4 separate regions of the Sus scrofa genome follow, and regions 1, 2 and 4 are each linked to region 3. Evidence: chromatin contacts called from public Hi-C and HiChIP or PLAC-seq data. All regions are on one chromosome and are shown on one strand. Each heading gives the region's core, a stretch centred on a gene start, on an enhancer-like site or on the middle of the called end of the contact. The rest is flanking DNA. Distances are from core to core; before and after follow the strand shown. Region 1 holds the start of DDX46 (DEAD-box helicase 46). Region 2 holds the start of C2H5orf24 (UPF0461 protein C5orf24 homolog). Region 3 holds the start of UBE2B (ubiquitin conjugating enzyme E2 B). Region 4 holds the start of TXNDC15 (thioredoxin domain containing 15).

Region 1 (2,700 bases), core at 180-2,679, 320 kb before region 3:
AGGTGGGGAAGGTGGAAGAGACGGAAGAACATTCTTGCAAAGGTCCTTGAAGGCTGTACTGAAGTCTCACATTATTTCTGAAGCAGTAAGCGCCAAAGGACAGGAAAAGCGTGCGAATGACATCATCTTTTTTATCTGAGAGGCCGCTGCTCTGGCCACAGTGTGGAATCAACTAGGAGAGCAAGATCAGAGGAAGAGAATCAATTTGAGACATGTGTAGCAGTCTGAGCAAGAAATATTTAGGGCGTGAATTAAGTCAAAGAGAGCAGAAATGTCCACAGGTTCTATCATCTAAATGGATGCAGGCAGAAAGAGAGAAAAAAGGGAGTCGAATAAATATCACTTCCAGGTTTCTGGTCTAGATGGCCAGAGGAACACCAATGATTCCACGGAGATTTAAAAGACCTTCAAAAGAATTTTCTGTAGTTAAGGAAACACTTTATGCAGGTGACAGTTACACAGTGTATATATTTGCTCAATTTCATCAGCTCCACCGTTAAAGCTTTGTCCATTTCCCTGAATGTTAATCACACCTCACTCAGTGAACTACTATTACCTTACTCACCTATTATTTTTATCCTAGATATAAATGATCTTTCAACCACCTCTAGGTATCAAGCAAATATGCACTTTCAAGATTAAAAACCTGAAGATCCCAAATCAGGTAACAAGCTAAAGAGATGCGTTCTAGTAAGAGCTCCTAGTTTCGAGTTTAAAAAGGATTAAAAAAAAAAAAAAGTACTTAAATTGAAACCTATCTGCGAAATATATGTCCAGGCAACAAGCATTTATTGCAGCCCAGTAAAAGCCCAGTCATGAAGTGCTGTAGGTATGTTAAGTGTTTGACCACATTGTGCTTTCGACGTGAAAAAATGCCACAAGCGCACAAAGAACTGACGTAGAGAGCGATAGAGGCTAAAGAAACATGGCAAACGCGAGGCGGTTAGGAATCCAACTGGGATCGCTTCTGACTGAGGCAAGCAGGGTAAGCGCGGAAACGGCGGGATGCGGTTGACGTCCCGGAGGGGTGTTCCCGCTCCAGCGACTCGAACCGGTCGAAAGCACTGCAAGGGAACCTCGGGCCCGCTGGCGGCCCAATTACAGAGACAACGTCGGCAGAGGTCCCCCAGCTCCTCCGGTGGCACCGGCCAGCCGCTGGCCACACGTGGGGCCGCACCGGGATAGGCCGGGCCCCGAGGCCACCGCAACTCCCGCCTCTTCCCCCACGCCAAGGAAGCCGCTCGCCCGCCCGCCGCGCCGCCTCACCGAGACTCCCGGCCCATGCCGCCGGCCGCGGGAAAGCGGCGCCCTTCGGGACCACGCGCACAAGTACCGCACAACGTAGGAGGCCGCGCTGCCCTCGACTCGCCGGGCGAGGAGCAGCACTAACAAGCGGCAGCAGCCACAGTGGCAGCGGCCCCCGGAGCGCGGCCAACGAAAACAGGATGTGTTGGCGCCAGCGGCAAGAGGAAGGAAACGGGAGCCCGGAAGCCGCTCTGGCTCCACAGCGCCCCCGCTGGGCTGGAGGCCGCACAGCGCTGGCCGCGCCGAAAAAGGTTGGCTCGTCTGCGTTTTCCCTGCACAGCCGCGAAAGACCTGGCGTGTGGGTGCGGTGGGGGGCGGTGCCTCAGCCTTGCAAGCCCTCGACAAGGTCTTTTAAGCAAGGGCCACCGAAGCGCCATAAGCACTGCGAGCTGTCCCAGGCCCTGTAGGGACATCGCCCTTCACATGAGCTAAGTGATGCTACAAACATCTCCATCTTCATTCACTGTTACTTATTTATACATTCATTCATTTATATATATTGTTACCTGTCGAGCATGTTCTAGATCCTGGTGAGCTTTCAATCTAGTGGCAGATACGGGCATTAAGGAAAACACAAGCAGGTATAATACAACAGGAAAAAGATTCTGCGATAGGAACGGAGTTCGCAAAAAGAGTTCCCTGAAGAAGTGACCGTTTAGAGGTGAGATTTGAAGACTAGAGTTAACCTGGAGTTAACTTGGTGAAGGGGATGAAAAGCAGAAAACAGGTACATTAGATTATAATGGTTCTCAACATTGCCTTCACTTGGGAACTTAAAAAAAAAAAATATATATATATATATATATACATATATATATATATATATAAAATGTATGTATGTATATATGGATTCGTGTGTTCCACTCTAATATTCTGATTTGATTGGTCTGGAGTGCTTCCTGCATATTGGGACTTTTCCATCTTTCCAGGTGATTCTGAAGTACAGTCCCAAGGGAGAGACCGACTCACCTTGTGGAAGGCGCAGTAAAATGTTGTTGTTTTAGCAAAAGGCTGTAGAAGTGTTGGAGAGAGGTTCTCATTTACTTTACATGCTTCTGGGGTAGTTCATGTTCTTATATCTAAGGGTGATAAGAAAATCTCCATATTTTTCCTGTGGCAGTCATTGCATGGATGCATGCCAAAATTTATTAAACTGCACACTTCAAATTGGTGTTTTACTGTATATAAATTTTACCTCAGTAAATTTGATTTTTGAAAGAATGAAACCAGGAGTTCCCTTCGTGGTGCAGCAGGAACGAATCTGACTAGGAACCATGAGGTTGCGGGTTTGATCCCTGGCCTCACTCAGTGGGTTGAGGATCCGGCGTGGCCGGGAGCTGTGGTGTAGGTTGCAGATTTGGCTCAGATGCTGTGTTGCTTTGGCTGTAGTGTAGG
Region 2 (2,700 bases), core at 73-2,572, 390 kb before region 3:
TTTAGTCAGCTCTTCTCTATGAAATAATTCCTTTCCCATCTCGTGAATGTGGAGGCATTACTGCCAACATAGAGAACGCTTTAACTATTTTTAGTAACTTCACAAAGCATTCATTTTTAGGCATCGAGAGATTCTTCCTTTCCTGAAGCCCAAGATCTGCTCTCTTCCAAAGAGCAAACAACACATAATTGTCAGACGTTTATCTCAGGTCATTCTGGCTTGTAACGACTAAAGAGAATCACAACACGATTTTATAATTCTAAGTGAAAGTCCATTTGTGATCGACCTCAATCAGAAAGTCTGTTCAGCAAAAGCTAAAACAAAAGCCAGTCGTTACGCCTCCTGGCCCACCCCGGAAAGTTTTGATACTAGGTCAGAACATAAATAACGGCTTTCTTTGTCTTCTTTCAACTCCTTAATTGTGCCCCACGGCGCCGTTTCCCCGGCGCTGGAATCCTTACTTGACTTGAGGCGTCTAGAAATGTATTACCTGTCGTTAGCCGACAGCGTTTGCTGATGTATTAACAATGACAACTTTGCAGGAGATACACACCCACCCTACAGAAGGAGCTGTGCGCCCTCCGATAATCAAAACTGATAGCCTACTGTCCATGCACTCGGAGTTGTGCAAGCTGTACAAGTCCACCGCTCCATCTAGACTCCATCTCGAAGCCCACAGGCATTAATTTAAAGTGGTGGAGGGTGACTGCCGATTTCTCTCTCTCAAAGAGAAGAAAAGAAGCCGTGACCCCTCCCCCAGCCACAGGAGGCATTTCCCCCCAATAATGGCTCCAAGCCCGGGGAAGAGCAGGCACGGCCGGGGCCCCTCCTCTCGCTCCCGGCTAGGCCAGAGCCCCTCCTCGGGCGCAGGTCGGCGATCTCTCTCTCTCCAGCCCGCAAGGCCCCCCGTTTCCGTCCCTTCCGTGCGGTCTCCACGAGCTCCCGCGGCCCGTACTCTGCTTCCGGCCAGTCTGACAAAACCCCGCGAGCCCACCTACCTCAGCCGCTAGTAGCCCGGCCCCTCAGCGCGTCCAGGGGCTGCCCATCGGCTGGGATCCTCACGCTGGCACCGCTCCCCTCCCAGCCCGGCGCCTCTGCACTGCACGGAGAGCCCAAGAGAGAAGGACAGGCAGCGAGGGCGGCAGCGGCGGCGACGCCGACCCTGATCCCCGGCTCAGACCTCAACCACTGCTCACGGTCCTTCTCGGGACCGAGGAGGAAGAGGCCGCTACAGCCCCGTACGGCGAGGAGCGGCGTGCGCGAGCTCGCGAGGACCGCGCACGCACACGCACACGCGCATCGCGAGACCCAATCTCCCGCCCGACGGCCAGCGCGCAAGCTTGGGAGAGTGGGACAGGGAGCCTGGCTGCGCTTGCGCTGCGTGGGGACGGGCGGGAGGCGGGGCTTAGGCCCGAGCTGCTCGGGTTCTGGGGCAGGTTGGGGGCCACAGAGGGTATGATTTACTGATGTGAATTTTGACTCCAGTTTTGTGACGCTGTAACTACTGCTGACCCCGTTTTTCAGATTACAGGACTAATAAATGATGGAGTCAGGATTTGAACCCAGCATTTCTGCTGTAGAAACTGCTTTTAATTGCTGTTGGCAAAAAGATTTAATAATGCCTTACTGTGCTGAGTGCTGCCCAAAGTATATTAAAAGGACTCAGCTGCTGCACTTTACTTACTTATGGGGGGTGTGTGTGAAACCTCCACTTGTAAATAAAATGGGCGATATTCAAATATGAGGTGTTTGGACCCTCAGTCCTAGGATCATGTGATAATGAAAAACCTCATTTTGTGAGGCTAATTTTTTCAATTCAAACAATTTTTATGACCATGACCACCTCTGAATTACCATAGTCCTCCCACCATTGCAGAAAGGGATGGGACAAGCAGTATGCCTACAAAATCCCCCTATATGTAGCTACTGAGAGGTTTCTGGCATATCGGTCACCCCAAAAAAGCCACTCATTAGAAGGGATTAGTTTCCCCAGTTCTTCCTGCGGTGAATTCGAAGATGTCAGAAAGGTGAGGATCCAGAATTAGGAAGACTGCTGAGAGGAAGATACTTCTTTGACAGCATGAAGAGGATCAAGACTGTATGAGGAAGTCATTCTTAGCACTGAATTCTACCACAGGACAGCACTTGGCCCAGTGCTGCTGCCAGTAGGAAATAAATCAGCAACTTTTCTGGGTGAATACACAAGCCAGGACGCAGACCAAACACAGTACATAGAAAGGAAAGCTCATTCTGGCAGGGTTTCATAGCATGATTCTAATTACTCCTATATGATACTAGAACACAGGACTGATTGTACTAGTATTATCCATATATAAAAGAATACCAGGGAGTTCCCATTGTGGCTGAGAGGGTTAAGAACCTGACATCGTGTCTGTGAGGATGAGGGTTCAACCCATGGCCTTGCTGCAGTGAATGTCACAGATGTGGTTCAGAACCGGTGTGGCTGTGGTGTAGGCTGGCAGCTGAAGCTCAGATTCAACCACTAGCCCAAGGAACTTTCATATGCCGCAGGTGTGGCCATAAAAAGAAAAAAAATATATATATAGGAGTTCCTGTTATGGCTCAGTGGTTAACGAACCCAACTAGTATCCATGAGGACTTGGGTTCAATCCCTGGCCTCACTCAGTGGGTTAAGGATCTGGCATTGCCGTGAGCTGTGCTGTAGGTTGCAGACATGCT
Region 3 (2,700 bases), core at 113-2,612:
TTTTATGTATACATAGCGACTGCCATGTAATATGATACTTGAAATTAGTTTCCCCCCAAATGGCTCTTTTTAGTCAACCTCAAGCAGAATACAGATGACCATGGATATGCTGCCTGAGAGCCGTCCACTAAAGATAAAGGCTAAATTACAAATACATTCAATGATAAACTGGCCAAAGCCCCAAACAATGGCTTCCAAGGGCCTCACCTAAGGGTTTACAATGGTTGAGAGGTTACTTCCTGAATGACTAAGTTTTTACACTAAATATTTTGTCTCGATCGGGGTGGGTCTCCCAGAAACCCACTTAAAAATGTGCAGAGGAGGGCAATGCTAAGTCTTCTCTTTTTCTCCCCCTACCTCCAGGTATTGAATTAAAGGCAACAAAACTGAAGTCACTTCCTCCTCACTCATGCCAACACCTCCTTACACAACCCTGTTTTACAAAAGGAGGCCCAGGGAGTATCAGGTTAGCGCCAGACTCAAGGAAGGCATTTTTCCAGACTTTGAGGCTATAGATAGGGCTTTATACACCAGGCCACAGAGCTGAGTTCCAGAAGGCACTGGCAGCCGCCGTTGCCAGCCCTGAGTCCCAGGTCTCTACGCCAGTTCTCAAGGTCTTTTCAGGCGAGCGGGGAAGAGTCGGGTTTCAGAGGACGGGATAACAACCTCCGGCCCTCGCGCATCAGATCCCACCCTCGCTGAAGAATGGCAGGGGGTGTGTGTGTCTGCGTGAGCGTGTGGCGGGGGTGGGGGGGTGGGGGGGCAAGGTGGTCGCCCCAACCCTGGCCCTCGGAGGAGACCGCAGGCTCATCCAACAAAGCCAACTAGTGCAGCTACCGGGGGAAAGGTTTCTCAAGCGCTCGCTTTTAGGGCAGTGAGGGGGCACCACAAAGTGCAGCAGTGGGTGATGAGGTTTGGACGCCAGGGTGAGGCATCAGGCAACTGGCCCAAGTGGACAACAAGGAATCCTAGGACAGCCAAAGCCATCTTCTTACTTCTTCCGGGGGGAGGGGAGTGGTGAGGGGATATCGAAATTTCTTACGTCGAAGGAGTGAACAAGCAAGGCTGACGGACTGCGAACAGGGGCTAGGACTGGGCTTCCGTCAATCCCGGAGGGCCCACAGCGGCCCTCTTAGGGTCATGAGGGGAAGGTGTCCCGGATCCCCGCCCTGCAACCCCGCAGCTTGGGGAGGAGCCGTCATCCGGTGAAGATGAAGGCCCTTACCGCTTGAAATCTCGCATAAGTCTCCTCCGGGCCGGGGTCGACATGCTCCCCAGCTGCCCCGCGGTCAGTCCGAAAGAAAAGAGTCCCGCACAGCCCCCCCACCCCCCGGCGCGGCGGCCGAATCACTGTGGGTCACCGCCGCCGCCGAGGCTGCACAAACAACCCTGCAATGACGTCTCCCTCCGCCGCCTCCAGATCCCTCCGCCCTCCGCCGGTACCATGAAGTGAGGGGTTGGGGAGAAAGGGGTGGGAGGTAGGAGAGCTCTTTATGGGAGCCCTTCAGTAGGGACCCTATCCATTTTGGTTTCCTTAACTAGTCGACCAGTTATTGTGCTCTGTGCTCCGACTGGAGATTGTAGATCAGGAGATACTGAAACCGAAACACCAACTCGTATCCCCCTCTTTCACTAGCTTAGGCTCGACCGGGTGGGGAGAGAGGGACGTATCCGGGACCAGAGATTTCAGGGAAAGGAGGTGGGATGACGCAAGATCACGTGACTACCGGCGGCGTTGTCAACAATCCACCCCTGAGGGGGAGGGGACGAAGTATCTAGAACCACGTGTCCCTATGACGTGATTAGAACGGGTCACGTGAGAGCGTCGCCGGGATCTGAGTTTTAGCCAGGTTTTTGAACCGGGTGGTTAAATTGACGGGGCTCAGGGTGGATATACACCTTTATTACTTATGTCTCTGGTTTCTCTCATTAACAGCAATCAATGATGTGTCGGAAGCACTAGTTTGTTGTGTTTCTTAACTCTCTAAAACAGAGCCCCAAATAATTTGGATATCCCCACTGGTTGATTCAATGGCTTATCAAATATGGTATGTGGGGGAAGAGTGAAGGGACCTCCTTTTTTCTCATTGTTGAATGCTCAGGCTCCTAGCAAGTAAAATCCCTTGAAATGCTTCCTTAGGACCACCAAAATAGTCTGCATATACACTGCAGTGGGTTTCCAGGATTGGAAATTCTGGGCAGAGATAAAAGAACGGGTGTACAGGGTTTCCCGGGTGGTGGAGTGGTTAAGGACTCAGCACTCTCATTGCTGTGGCTCCGGACCTTGGCGTGCCGCAGGGGTGGTCAAAAAAAAAAAAATAGTGTACAGATTGTCTAATGTTGGTTTATAATCACTGTGGAATTACAGAATTTTGTTTTCCTTTATGGGTGTGCTCTCATGTGAGGATTTGTGTCACAGTCCATGGATTTAGCTAACATGGAGTATGGTTTTATTTGTCAAGAAATGTAGGGATTTGATCTCAAGAGTTTATCCATTTGTAGTTGGTGTCAAAGAAATCTAAAAGTATGATCAGATCTGGGGGATACTGCAGACATGGATGGGAGATTGTATCTAGAGACTGGGTAACTTATTTCACGTTTTTTTAGTGTAGCAAGTACGTGGCCTGAAACGTCCTCCACTATGGGACTCAGTGATGTTGACCATTGGGATTCAGAGATTACTTCAAGTCATTGAGTTCT
Region 4 (2,700 bases), core at 44-2,543, 410 kb before region 3:
AAGCACACTGCCCGGCACATAGTGAGTCCTTTCATTACTTTTTTTTTTTTTTGGCTATTTCTTGGGTCGCTGCTGCAGCATATGAAGGTTCCCAGGCTAGGGGTGCAATCGAACTGTAGCCACCAGCCTACGCCAGAGCCACAGCCACACGGGATACGAGCCGCATCTTCGACCTACACCATAGGTGACAGCAAGGCCAGATCCTTAACCCACTGAGCAAGGCCAGGGATGGAACCCAAAACCTCATGGTTCCTAGTCGGATTCGTTAACCACTGAGCCACGACAGGAACTCCCCTTTCATTCCTTTTCAGTACTCAGCAAGCTGGCCGCTGGGCCTCTTTCTAGGACACCACAGGGAAAGTCAAGACCTGCCTACTCCTGTGAAGTTGTGAATGACAAGCAAGGCCAAAAGGGTCTGGACTTGAACAGGGGGACTGTGAGGAGTGGAGTGAAGGAGGCTGAGAGTAAGCCGTGCCTCCAGGTGGCTGCCTTCCCCAAGGTGAAAGCAGGTCTGGGAGCACCGGGCTGCCCTGGGAGTCTCCTGTCCTTTTCTCATCTATCCTTCACACAGGCACCTGAGCAAAAGCGGCCTTCTCAATAAAGCGGTCCAGCAGGGTGCACAGTACAGTGGGGGCTTTGCAGTCCAAAGCCAGTCTCTGCCCATTGCCAGAAGGGCAAACATCGACAGATGACTTAGTCTCTCTTGGCTCAGCATCTTCATCTGTAAGGGTCGGTGGGAGGACGAAATGAGATCGTGGTGGAAAGCACTGCGCACAGTTCCTGGCTCCTAATAAAGCCACCATTCATGTCGCTTTCATTATGACGACTATCATTAATAATAAAGTGCTCGCTCAGCACATGAGGTTCCGCCTTGGTAAGCACTTCATTCCCGACTGACAGCCACCTGCTCAGGGGCCTAAACACGTCCCGGGCATCTCGCCCCGCCGCCCCCCACGCCAGACCTGGAGCGGGGACCACCGGGAAAGAGGTCTGGACGACGCGGGGAGAGGCGCTCCGGTGGGCGCCTGGGAGAGGCCAAGCGCGCAGAGCAGGCCTTCGCGCAGGTGAAAGAGCATTGCCGGGGGAGCCCGCCGCCTCCCCGGGCATTTCGCACACAGCCGCCGGCGCCCCCAGCCCGCACTCACCTTCCTGGCCGCGGGCCGGAGGCCCCAGCACCCATAGGAGTACCTGCCACCAGCCAAGGAGTCGCATGGTGCGGGGCGGGCGGCGGCCGCACCACCCAGGCCGAAGGGCAAACGGCGCACGGCCGCGCGAGGCGCGCTCTCCGCCGCAGGAAGGCAGGGGGAGGAGAGCCCGGGAGCGCGGGCGCGGCCCCGCGCCGCCATCCTGGCCGCTGGCAGCCTCCTCCGCGGGCGCCATCTTGGAGTCGGGCGGCCGCCTCTGGCCTCTGGCCTGCGCCGTGGGGCCCCGGGCCGTTTAGGAGCCAATCGCCAGCCGTCTCGGATCTTTTCGGTTTCCGGGCCCCCAAGTCCTGGGCGAGCTTCCACGAAAGCCCATTACCTTCTTTCTTCACACGGCAGTGGGGGCCTTGGCGCTTCGTTCCCCGGCCGGAAAGCCCCAGAGGCTTCTTCCTCGAGTGCCCCATCGAGGGTCAGTTCGCCGCGTCGCCTGCCTTACGTGTGCTACCCTTTAAAAGTTCCCAGGTGAAACACGGGATGCCCAGTTAAATGTGAATTTCCCATAAACACATAACATGTAATGTTCCCTTTGTATTTTGGCTGTTTGGACAGAGGCACTTACACATGTTAGAATTGTTGTCTTTCAGTAAATGCTATAGATAGAGCCTCTGAGGACAACTCAATAAATCCAGCCAACAGGATAGAATGCACATTTGACTGTCTCGCCACCAGGTGGCACATGCACTTATTTTCAGTGAGGAATGCCTTCAGGTTTGAAACTGATTTTATTTTCGTTTCTGGGGAGGTTGGGGGAGAAAGTTGGCATCCTGCTCTTTCTTTGCCTGAAGTGAATTCTGTGCACCAACAGCATAGGCCTGGGGATTTTCCAGACAAGAACGTGACAATAATTGGAATTGTTATGCACAGCTACACACTTGTACTAAGGCTGTTTTGTCCGCCTTGATAAGGTTTGCCTAGATTTTTTAAATCTGATGAGTCATGAGAACCTCTTTCTCTCTCTCCCTCATCAACAAAGTATTTACTTCATTCAGATCACCGTGGCAAAGTGTATTTGACAATGACTTCCATGCCACAATAATATTCGCCATCCCACATGCTCTTGTGCAAAGTAATTTTGCCACTGCCCCATCAGTAGATAGAACCTAATTCCCCTCCCCCTGAATCTGAGTGGGCCTGTGATTGACATATAACCAACAGAATGTAGCCGTATATGAAATGATCCTCTATGGCTTCTGAGGCTACACAGCCCTATCCTTTATTGCTGGGAGGCTTGCACACGTGTATTGACCGACACAGTAAGTAGAAGGATGTCCTGAGGTTGCTATGCTCTGCGGAAGTTCGAACTTGCTTGCAAAGAAATGCCGGAAACTACAGGCTCATCACCAGCTGATCTCAACCCTATTCTGTTCCAGCTTCAGCCACCACTGGACTGCTACTGCCTGAGAGACCAGAGCCAGAAATGCCCAGCTTGAGCTCTTTCCAAATTCCTGATCCACAGAAACAGAGATTGAAAAATTATCATTTTATGTCACTAAGTTTG

Evidence for each region. Hi-C and Micro-C count contacts between places; a contact is called where the count stands out from the background. HiChIP or PLAC-seq counts read pairs in DNA pulled down with a chosen protein or histone mark.
Region 1: an H3K27ac HiChIP or PLAC-seq map of skeletal muscle shows a contact between it and region 3, with 2.3 times the contacts expected there. The contact joins the promoter of DDX46 here to the promoter of UBE2B in region 3. A contact is called at or near these places in 1 of 47 Hi-C or Micro-C datasets (heart right ventricle) and 2 of 2 datasets of contacts at active chromatin or transcription factors (alveolar macrophages and skeletal muscle).
Region 2: a contact with region 3 is called in an H3K27ac HiChIP or PLAC-seq map of alveolar macrophages. The contact joins the promoter of C2H5orf24 here to the promoter of UBE2B in region 3. A contact is called at or near these places in 2 of 47 Hi-C or Micro-C datasets (embryonic fibroblasts and epiblast stem cells) and 2 of 2 datasets of contacts at active chromatin or transcription factors (alveolar macrophages and skeletal muscle).
Region 4: a Hi-C map of skeletal muscle shows a contact between it and region 3, with 4 times the contacts expected there. The contact joins the promoter of TXNDC15 here to the promoter of UBE2B in region 3. A contact is called at or near these places in 2 of 5 promoter capture datasets (fetal liver and liver), 5 of 47 Hi-C or Micro-C datasets (embryonic fibroblasts, fetal heart ventricle, heart right ventricle and 2 more) and 2 of 2 datasets of contacts at active chromatin or transcription factors (alveolar macrophages and skeletal muscle).

Annotation. Positions count from the first base shown.
Region 1 is chr2:136,971,259-136,973,958 of Sscrofa11.1, reverse strand. DDX46 (DEAD-box helicase 46) reads right to left here and starts at 1,429. Exons shown (of 23, transcript NM_001246268.1): 1 at 1,267-1,429. The coding sequence starts at 1,283.
Region 2 is chr2:137,036,593-137,039,292 of Sscrofa11.1, reverse strand. It overlaps C2H5orf24 (UPF0461 protein C5orf24 homolog), which reads right to left and starts at 1,322. Exons shown (of 2, transcript XM_005655017.3): 1 at 999-1,322.
Region 3 is chr2:136,651,477-136,654,176 of Sscrofa11.1, reverse strand. UBE2B (ubiquitin conjugating enzyme E2 B) reads right to left here and starts at 1,362. Exons shown (of 6, transcript NM_001257356.1): 1 at 1,226-1,362. The coding sequence starts at 1,269.
Region 4 is chr2:137,059,581-137,062,280 of Sscrofa11.1, reverse strand. It overlaps TXNDC15 (thioredoxin domain containing 15), which reads right to left and starts at 1,293. Exons shown (of 5, transcript NM_001243618.1): 1 at 1,146-1,293. The coding sequence starts at 1,212. LOC102164851 (a long non-coding RNA gene) reads left to right here and starts at 1,775. Exons shown (of 2, transcript XR_002341915.1): 1 at 1,775-1,910; 2 at 2,573-2,700.